2 separate regions of the Anas platyrhynchos genome follow, and region 2 is linked to region 1. Evidence: chromatin contacts called from public Hi-C data. All regions are on one chromosome and are shown on one strand. Each heading gives the region's core, a stretch centred on a gene start, on an enhancer-like site or on the middle of the called end of the contact. The rest is flanking DNA. Distances are from core to core; before and after follow the strand shown.

The links. Hi-C and Micro-C count contacts between places; a contact is called where the count stands out from the background.
Region 2: a Hi-C map of subcutaneous adipose tissue shows a contact between it and region 1, with 1.9 times the contacts expected there. The contact joins two enhancer-like sites. A contact is called at or near these places in 3 of 8 Hi-C or Micro-C datasets (liver, skeletal muscle and subcutaneous adipose tissue).

The regions. Positions count from the first base shown.
Region 1 is chr15:8,091,108-8,096,360 of IASCAAS_PekinDuck_T2T, forward strand. RAB11FIP3 (RAB11 family interacting protein 3) reads right to left here. Exons shown (of 15, transcript XM_027469384.3): 3 at 4,648-4,739. Among named protein-coding and RNA genes, the nearest start is that of RAB11FIP3, 28 kb to the right of the region's middle. Within about 2 kb of position 2,229, at least 2 of the 8 cell types and tissues checked have an H3K27ac peak or open chromatin away from gene starts, as enhancers often do.
Region 2 is chr15:8,144,777-8,150,029 of IASCAAS_PekinDuck_T2T, forward strand. XPO6 (exportin 6) reads right to left here. Exons shown (of 24, transcript XM_027469380.3): 10 at 4,780-4,888; 11 at 3,904-3,993; 12 at 1,648-1,717; 13 at 278-437. Among named protein-coding and RNA genes, the nearest start is that of DECR2, 21 kb to the left of the region's middle. Within about 2 kb of position 2,860, at least 2 of the 8 cell types and tissues checked have an H3K27ac peak or open chromatin away from gene starts, as enhancers often do.

The DNA of each region.
Region 1 (5,253 bases), core at 979-3,478:
CCCACTGAAGACTGCTTTCCTCCCCAGACCCACTACAGCTGTGCCGTGAGTTGCTCCTGAACACTGAGCCCAGGGGACAAGCTGGGGATAAGGCTTGCAGGGTGCACGTGTCCGGTGAGCGCCGCTGCTCGCCTGCTGAGCGCTGCTGTCCTGAGAATGCACAGCACCCCTCTGGTGGCTGCGATGCATCCTTCCTCGCATCCTTCCCCTACCACGGGGAGCCCCAGCGACTGCCCAGCAGATGGCAACAGCCCTGCACAGTCCTGCACACCCTGCACAGCATCACACAGCCCTGCACAGCCCTGCACACCATGCACAGCCCCACAAACCCTCACACAGCCCCGCTCCTCCTCTACGCCCCTCACCTTCTGCAGTTTCGGCTGCCCCGTTTTGCACATCTCGAGGGCCTTCCTGCCATCGGGCTGGCCCAAATCACAAGCTGCCATGGCTGAAATCAGTGTTTGTGTTGTTTATCACACTCCTGGCCCGCCTTTACAGAGCACAGCCTTGCACCGGCTCTGCCTCTCCTCCGACCCACCTAAGGTTACAAATCTCCGTGCCCAGTAACTCTGGCAGCACACCAAATTTTTGTGGTTTGCTTTCATTTTGGGAGAATTGTTCTGTTATCGTCTGATGCTCTGCACTGCTCCAGCGGGCTCAGCTGCCCCCAGGAGACGGGGCAGGTCGGGCAGAGGGCTCTGTCCTGGGCGCAGGGCACAGCAGGCATCAAGAAAGCTAACTCCAAATTCACCTTCCCCCCCCTCGCAGGGCATTGCAAAGGAGCCCCCGTACCTCGGGCGTGAGTCACCAGCACAGCTTGATGCCGCCCAGCTGGCAAAGGGAGGTGAGGATAACTCCCACCTCCCCGTTAGTCAGCAGCGAGGCTGCACCAGCCCAGCCTGGGGGAAAGCCAAAAAGGACCTGGGTGCCAGTCGGACTCCAAGGTCCTTTTGCACTGCTCTGCAGGGTGGCCAAACTGCTGATTATTGTTAGGTGACGTTTCCCTGCCGGAGCAGAGAGCTGCCTGCAGCCACGGTCAGGCAGGGAGGCACTACGTGGGGCTGCCAGCAGGCACGTGGCCCCACGAGGGGATGAAGAGGATGCTGTCCCTGCCCCGGAGCCAGGTGAGCAAGAGATGAGGTTCCCTCGGCACGCGTGGCAGCGCAGCTAGGGATGGCAGGGAGCCCCTGCAGGCACCACTTGATGAACGAAACGCCACGTGGCTGCAGGAAACCAGGCTCCTGCATTTCTGATCCCCTCCGAACTGCTGTCTCAGCAGAGGTACACGACCAGAAATCCTCTCTGGAAACCATTTAAGAGAGGGACCGGAGCTGGTAGGGCACAGCAGGAGCCAGCAGCTCACCGTGCACGCTCCTTCGCTCCCGCTGCCTGCCTCTGCGCTGCCCCAGGGCTTACGCTCTGCTCCGCCGTGTGCTGGCCCTGCTGGGGACTTCCCCTAACTCCAGAAAGTCCAAGCCTCACCCAAATACAACATAAAAACACCGCGCTCTCCTCCACATCAGTTTTTGCCTACCGCCTCTCTCTCTGTCCCTGCCCTCTCTCTCCAAGCCGAGCTGATCACATCGGGGCTGAGTCCCTGTGCGAAGCGGCAAAGCTCAGACCTCGTCTCCTGCAAGAGGCTTTTCTGCCCTTACTCCAAGGTGCAAGCGGTGGCTCTCCTCCCTCTGCAGGGCAAACACTCGCTGAGAGACACCAGTGCTGGATCCTCGGGGATTTCTGCAGATGTTCAAGCACCAGCGGAGGGGATGAGTCACCGAGAGGAGCAACCTTATCAACAAAGGGAAGGTATTTTCATTTAGACTGCTTGAAGCTCTTGTTTACACTTGTTTGAACAAACATTTAGGAGAGGAGCTCTCTGTCAAGGCCTCGGCACTCAGAAGAGCCAAGCACTCGAGCCCTTGTGATTCTCCCCGGCTAAGAGGGACGAGGGCCGAAACCCCAGACACAATAACCGCGACTGCTCGCAGCGCCTGGCACAGCACCACTCCTCCAGGTTGCCTTTAGAAGGTCCACAGACGTGACAAAAGGCCAAAAGCTGGCTGTACCCCTGGCCCCACCACCCTGCTGAAGCAAGAGGGGCTCACCCGTGGCGCAAAAGCCTTCGTGTAGAGGCTGAGAAGGAAGCGGTGGCCTCCAAGAGGTGGTTTAGCTGCCCGGAGGTCCCACGCAGAAGCACATTTTCAAGCCCCATGCTCACTGTGCACCAGCTTGCCAGGTCTGAAACGGGGACATTCCCATGCAAAACGCTTTTTGGTGATGCGTGGGGGAAGGTTTGTTCAGAGGAAAGGCAACGCCTTCGCTTTCAGAAGGATTTTTTCCCCCCTCCTCTCTTCCAGGTGGATCCAGGCAAGGCGGAACATGTCCTGGGGATGGCCACTTGCTCCGTTTGCTGTCGCTGCTGTTTGTTCTGTTTGCTGCCTCACCATCTCCACAGCTCCCTGCTGCACCCAGCCAAGCCCAGCCTGCCGCAGGTCCTGCTGGGCTCCGCTGCACAGCGATGAAAACCCCTCGGCTGCAGCTCCCAGCAGGATGCCCCCTGCACCGCTCCTCTCACCCTCCCCGGCACAGCTCACGCTGCCCAGGGCACGGCTCCGCAGGACAAGGGGAATAAAGTGCACGTTGGGAGCTCAGCGAAACGAGCACAAAAAAACACACGCCCCAAGACACCAGTTTATTTTTACACTCGCAACGCCGAGCGGTATTTCTCGATCATGTTCTCATTTGCTGAAATCTCCACAAAATCCTTGCAGGCTGGAGAGTATTTCGGAACCACGTATCCAAGACAACAAGGGTAATTCTTCCCCAGCATATTAAACACAGACACCAACAGAGCTCTGATCTTTTCGAGATTACCCTGATTTCAGCAGCATAATCCATTGCCATCTTTCTGAAAAGGCGATTTCAGGATTCATCACCTTTTTCCTTCGGTTCACCTTGTCGTCGCAAGGAACCAGTGGCCCAGGGGCAGAAGCGCTCCATCGCGGTGGGGCACGCACCCGGCTTGTTGGTATTCCTGCCCAGAGCAGCTTGCAGCACTGCTGGAGCTCATCTGTGTTAAATTAGCCCTTCGAAAACATCTCTGAATCGCAGCGCCATCGTCCCATGACGTAGGTCTGAGGAGCATAAAGCAAAGCCCTTGCCTGCACGAGCGCTGCGACTCGGGGCGTCACAGCCGCTGAACTGCTCAGCGCTCAGCTCGGTGGGTAAAAAAAAAAAAATAAAATAAAATAAAACCCTTTTGTGACCTCGTGCAGGACAGAGGGAGGAATATGAAAACCCACGTCCTGTCCTGCCTTCCTGCCCCGCTTCGCTATCCCACTGTCACTGGGTAGCTGTAACCACCCTGACCCCCCAGAAAAAAAGAGAGCGCCAAAATTATCTTACGCCCTTTGCACAAGCCGTAGACGAAGACAACGACAGCACTTCAGCCTATGGAAAAATAATCTCAGATCCAACGTGCCCTGGAAAGCCTTCTGGTGGAGGGAGGCAGGGTCACGAGCTCGTCAGGCCAAGGGAACAAGTGACCCGCTCCGGGTGGCGGTGTCAGCCCGACGCGCTGAGCCCGGGCAGCCAAAGGGCTCAGCAGAAACTGCACCTGGCTGGGACGCGTGCTGCTGGCACCGGGTGGCAAAGGGACAGCTCTGAGACGTGTCAAGCGATGGACACGTGCTTCTCATGAACAGGGGGAAAGGAAGTTGCCCAGATCCCAATGTATTGTCAGGAAAGGCAAAGGAATAGTTTCAGCCCCGTTATCACGAAGGCCAGGGTAACATATTAGGGAATACACAAAGCAAGGACGTGCATTTACATGCAAATCTCAAAGAGCCCTTTTCAAATCACTGTTTCCACGACAAAAACGTAAAACCTAGGGTACTGAGATGAGTCAAACACCCGCAGAGGAAAGCTTGAAGAAGGACGAGCAGAAGGAAGCCACTCAGTCCCCCCGGGGGACCCAAGGACCAGCAGGCCCCTGCTCTGAAGGCACGGGCAGCACCTCCTGCTCCAGGCTGTGGGGCACAGCAGCAAGGAGGAAGCTCACAAAGCAAAGCCCCAACCCCACAGACAACGAACGGCAGCCTCCCTTCTGGCCGGGGCTACAGGGCCCTCCTGCAGCGTACTCCTCTGCTCAGGAGCACAGGAGGGAACGGAGGGATGGGGACCACAACGTCAGCAAAGGGAAGGAAGTACAGCACGTAAGCATCCTCAATCAACCCCAAAAACAAAGAGGAAACCTACAATTTGCCTTCTGCTGGCCGGATGGCACCAAGTGCCCGCTGGGCCTCGGGGGCAGGCTCCCAGCTGGCTCATCCCAAAACTGGGCTCACGTTCTGCAAGGGGAGCAGCTCCAGCGAGGACACAAACGCAACCACGGCAGGGCACCGCACTCTGGCACTCTGCAAGCTCAGACAGTGCTAGCAACGAGCAGGTTTTCACTTGGACACCACCTTTAAATTAAACAGCACCAAGTGCTCGGTGCAAATTCCCTGGCCCAGTCACCCACAGCTGAAAGGTTTCGTCCCGACCAAGCGTTAAAATCCCCGAGCCGTGGCATGGCGAGCTGCTCCACGAGCTGCCTCCCGCGGCACAAAGCTGATGCCCACGGGTGTTAGCAGCATTCGTACTTGCCTCAAACGTGACGAAGTCATCAAATTCATCAGGACAGGCCGGGGCTTCCTCCTCGGGGGTATATCCCATATCATACAGCTGGCTGTCGGGGTCTGCAGAGGGAAAGAAAAACAGAATCACCGAAAGGAAACCCGCACCCCCGAACGACAGGCAGCTTTGGGAGACGCGGCAGCAGAAGGACAAGAATTTCCTTCTGCACCCACTGGTGCCTTTGGTGTTCGGGAAGGAGCCCTGCCTCCAGGCACCCCACCTCCAGGAGGGGGAAGGCAATTTGGGTGGCTGCTCCTGGCAGAGGTCCTACGAGGCCCTTTGCTGCTCCCACGGGGCTAGCGCCTGGATTCGTCCCCACCCCGCCATGGTCTCCGTTTCTTTTCCTGGTTTCTTCCCTATGTCTGTTTCCTGCATCCCCTTCTTCTTCTCCTCCCAGAAGGCTCTAATCCTGCTGTGGGCAGGGAATACATTAGTTCTGTGTGTGACAGCCAACTACCATGGGAACAGCAGAGAAGGCAGGCGGCACCGAAGCTGTTGTCATCTCCTGCTCCTCCCGTGACCAGCTGCATCAGGAGCCATCCTCACAGGAGGACAGGAAAATAGGAGGTTTTCAAG
Region 2 (5,253 bases), core at 1,610-4,109, 54 kb after region 1:
AGTGCATCACCAATGCGGATGCTGGAAAACAATTACCTCAACCATTGCAGTAACTGATTTTATTTATCCCCCCCCACTAGTTATTTCTCTGGTGAAGGGTTAAAAAGCCATCTGAGAAACTCAGCACTGATGAACCTAACGCTTCAGGTACTAGTTATTGAGTTATTTGTATCTCAGCTTAATCATGACAAGGGGAGGTAGAAAGAAACCTTGGCTTTGTTTGGTGATGATCGTTCCTTGTACTGATGAAGGGACAGCAACCCCCCCCCATACCTACCTCTCCACCACTGTAAGAGCATCATTGAACCTGGCAGCAAACACATCCCCTATGAAGTATTCTGCTAATCGACCAACAGCCTGCAGCAAGGAGCTCAGATCCCTCAAGGAGCAGTGCAAACGACGGCAATCATTCTCTGCAGTGATGTTCAGCCTGTGACCTGAAACGACATTTTGGTTTACTAGAAGTGAATCCAAAAGACACACGTGTACACATTCACTTGTGCTAACAGCAGTCTGAAAACTCATCCTTCAAAGTGCATGTAACTTTGTGACTAATAAGTACGGCTCTTTGGGATGGGAAACCTAATTACAAAGCTACAGGAAATGCTAAGTTTATTCTAATTACATTGCAAGCATTCTTCTTAAATTAACTCGGCAGTGGGTCACAGTTCAAAACCCAGCAGTCCAAGTGACTGAAACAGTCAGTCTGGTAAGACAAGTTCAGCTGTTCTGACTGCCACAACTCAAATTTCTCTTTAAGGGCTGAAAATGACGTTACCACCAATTTCAGGCTTTTACACAATTATTTTATTCTATTTGGTATTAAAATATGTATAAACAGCAACCTTTTTGGCTGTCTGTCAACACCAAAAAAGCAATCCCAGTTCTGTGAAAGTCATTACCCAGACTCCCTCTGCTGGCTAGACTGAAATAGATGTTCCAGCCCTGGAAGCACATTTGGAGAGAGTGCATTTGCTTCTAATTTGAAATGTGGTTATATACTTTCATATCTGTCAGATAACAAGAAACAGGCAGGTAAGTAGATTTGCCAGTCTTATTGCCTATGCAATTGTCCTACTGCTCAGCCACGTACACCTGGTCTCCAAACATCCCAGACCTTTTACTAAAAAAGTAAATATATTCTGCAACAACGTGTTTCAAAGAAAATCTGTTTCTTTCTACTGACCGTATCTAATCTTGTATTGTTTACAATTTCAGCAACAGCCTTGCCATTTACGTACCATCAGCACGCTGTCACCCAGTTGCCTCTGAGTTACTTCTGACAGCTAACACAGATCAGTGCTACAACATTAAAAACCCTGGGCATTACTACTAAACCTAGGGTGTCTTAAGTGTTCTTCGGATCAGAATTACTTTTTTTTGGGGGGGGGGACTGCTGCAAAGCTGCTCTCAACACCCAAGGTATCTCCCAGTATCAGAGCAAGGAAAGAACCATATCAATACAAAATTATTAGACTTTTGTTTGCTATTGGAGTTCGACTACTAAGTCATCACACACCATGCGTGATGGTAAGAATTTCAGATCCTCAACACAGCGAAGAGGAAGCAATACTAAAGCAGGTCTATAGTGTTTTCGCAGTAAGCTACTCAAGGAGTGAGGACTTTTTGCTGGATGGCGGTGGTTACCTGTTCCTGAAGTGACCACAAACTGCTGGAGTCCCAGATACACTTCCAAGTTGTCCTGCAGAACTGGAAACTAGAAGAGAAAAAATGAGCATGATCTGGGGGCTTGGCAGTCAGTTAACACTCTACCATTAGTCTATTAGAGAACATTTTTCCTATTTCTCCCTAAAACCTTCAAGAAGACATTTGGAAGGAGGACAGGTCTGTTTTCTGGGCTAATTATGCAGTCTCTTTAGGTCCTATGAAAACAATGACACGAAAAGCACCCTGAAGGCACTTCCCTGTGGTGGCTCTCCTTTTCCCACAAACACCAGCCTCCAGCCTCACGAGCTAGAGGTCTGACACATCAGGGTTGGCATGGCACAGCATGCCATCAGTGCGAATGTGCAGCTGGATGTAGAACCCCGATCAAACAGAACAGGAGCACACAAGCAAAGAACAGCAGAGCCTGAAGCACTGGAAACTTGCACTGCATCCACCTAACCCATAGGCATCAGGTTCTCAAAATGCAGCTACCAAAACACTCAACTGATGGAAACTGAGTTCAGTGCCTCTGAGAGAACACAGAAGGGAAACACTGCAGCCACTCTGCTGGCACACTGCAGACTGCACCAAGAACAGCTGAAGTCCCAGAGGGAAAACAGCCAAGGGAACAAACAACACAGTCGTCATGCATCCTGATCTGGGAACACAGCATTATCCTAACTCCATCATTCAGGACTGACTGCAAGCATGCCTGTTCCTACTGATACTTCAGCTGAGTAACAGGTTATGCTACCCTGGAGAACATGTTGTACATAGACTAGGAAGCTTTCTGACCAGTGTTCAGCACCCAAGGTACTTCAGTGGTATTATTTGGGATTACTTGCCTTGTGCTTGAACGTATTTGCATGCATACAAGATTGCATGGTAACCTTTTCGTTGTAGATATCTCACCTGAAAAACTGTTTCCAACCTTGCACCCTGGCATACATTTACTCATTTTCTATTGGCAAAGTCGCCACATTTGAAGAGTTTGGATTTATGAAAGTTCACTTGCACATCAGCACAAAGAACTACAGCCCCCCATTACTCAGCATGGAACAGAATAACAGCAGCTGCTGGACTTTCAGTTATTTGTTCCTGATGACCAGCCACTGCGTTCAACATCACTGCAGAGACTGTTGTGAAAGGCATGCAAAGCTTCTTGAACATCTCCCAGACCATGCAAGAATGAATACAGGGCTCAAGAATTCACTGTCACATTTCTAACATACTGTGCCTACTTAACAGTTGAGTGCCTGCAAGAGGAGAAATATTTAAAAAGAGCAGATCATCTTCCTCATGCTAACGTGTTACTTTGAGGGAAGCCACATGCTCTTCCCCGTATGACCCGTATGCTCACTGTGCTCACAAACAGCTGTTCCATTTGTCTGCCTTTTGCTAACTCATGCCATGCCACCACGCTGCAGAGGAACTTGACATTCGCATGAGAACTATTTTGCTCACTACTCTGGAGTTTCTGATAACGTGCTTCTGGTGCTTAGTCCAGGTCAGGCATCTTCTGCCTCTGTAGCAGTTCAATGTTCTCTGCTTCTTGACAACACGGCTCAGAGATCTAGGCATGCGCTGTCTCCAGTGGGGTTAACAGACTTGCTTTGAGTTCCCACTGCATATACCTGCCTTTTTTCTTGTCCAGAGAAAAGACCAACTCTGAATTTTGGACTCCACTGGCCTTGAAGTCTCCTCCTCAGAAACCCTTATAACGCTACAAAATAAGGAAACTTGTTCCAGCAGCAACAGTGACCCTAGCTGGAAAGAAGCACTTAGCTGTGTTTATCAGATGTAATTCCCCACTGTCTGAGGCACTGTTTTCAGCATTTGCATCTAGCCTTTCATTTAAACAAAGATTTCACTCTCCTTAAAATCCTAACAACACACATCTATCCAGTTCACAATGCTGTCTCCTAATATAAAGGCCAAGATAAACAGCAACGAATTATTTACACTTGGAGAGATGGGCACTTCCATAAAGCTCGGTGTCCAGCAAGTAGGACTCAGATGCTCACTGTGAAAAATCTTCACAACACCACAGCAAGAAATTCAACAAAGCCAAAAAAACAATTTTTTGATTTCTGGTCTCTCCTTTGCCAAGCTTTAGCTTCTAAAAGCAAATCTCCCTACTTCTTTTGGCACCCCGGCCTCTGTGAAACACTTGCAACGAATTCCAGCAGTTGGTGCTCATTTCACGTTGTACTTGTGGTCTGCATAGTTACTTACTAGTGTGGAGAAGGCATGGGTTGGCAAGAGCTCCATGACTTTTGCAACCACTTCCAAGCTCTGGCGCAAGTACCGCTGCCACTCAGTCTGCTGCTATGGGAAGAAACAACAAGGTAAGCACAGCGATTCCTGATGGAAACGGGTGGCCTTTTGTAGCTGGTCCCAAGCACCAAGCCCCAGCCTAGCTCCTTTCCACAGCCTGGCTTTTGCAGACACCCAGCTACGGGAGAGGTACCACTCCTGAGCCTCACATGGTGCCAGACACCTGGCTGGGCACAGTTTTACTGACCCTCTCTCTGGGCCTGCATATCTCTATTTCCCTGGGGTGATAAGCCACAAGCATTCACTCCCGAAGCACAGTTACTGCACAGATGACTGGCATCAGTTATGTACCACCACGTGGCTCTCTAATGCTCCAGTCTCTGATGCTTCAGCCACCTTCTGCTCTTTACTTTTACTGTTATCGGTATGGATTGAGATGATATTTACTGACTTCAGAGAAATATGCTCAGACGAAAGCACTAATATACACAGCTTAAAGCTTTTGTCTTGAAAAATCTTTCTGCGTTTACATTCCAAAGCAACCAGACACAGACACCCAGTGCCTCTGATAAACGGAACAGAGATACCTGCATTTTTCCCCATAAAAAACAAGTTAAAAACAAAGGTCATATACTTTCAGAGTAACTTAGATGTATTTTTGATAAATGCATTCTGTGTTTCTTTAAACCTCAAAACCCACACAGAACTGAGTGAAGCAGCGGGTATCTAGCCTGCATTCCAGAACTCAAGCTTTGGGAAAGACATTCCAGGTGTAATGAGTGCGGCAGTTAATATCTGAACCAGCAGCTGCCCTTGTTCAACTCTGCTCCTTACATCATCATCCAGTGTCTCATCATCCAGTTCCTCCAGCTGTGCCTGGTTATACCTGAACTGGATTCGATTCAACACCTCCGTCAGCAACAGAACCAAGGCATCTTCGTACCTGTGACCACGGAGAAGACAAAAGGAGTGTGATAAAGCAATTCTGCAGGGACTGCTGTGCTCACAGCCCTTCCAGCAAAGGAGAGATGTAAATCAGGTGACAGTTTAACAGGAGCCACTGCAAAGAGCCTGCAGCACAGCTTTACGGGCTTATCCACACAGCATCAAATAGAGCCTTGGATTAAGAGTAACATGTCGTTTTAGGTCACAACCTACCTGCAAGGAAAAAGCCTGTGGTAGTATCTGATATTCCACTACCTCTGAGAGGGAAATGGATAACCATTGGCTAAAGCAGCAGCCCAAGAAGACAAAACAGGCAAGGCAGCAGGAGCGGTTTTCCAGGAGGAATGGCAGCTGCCTGTGAAC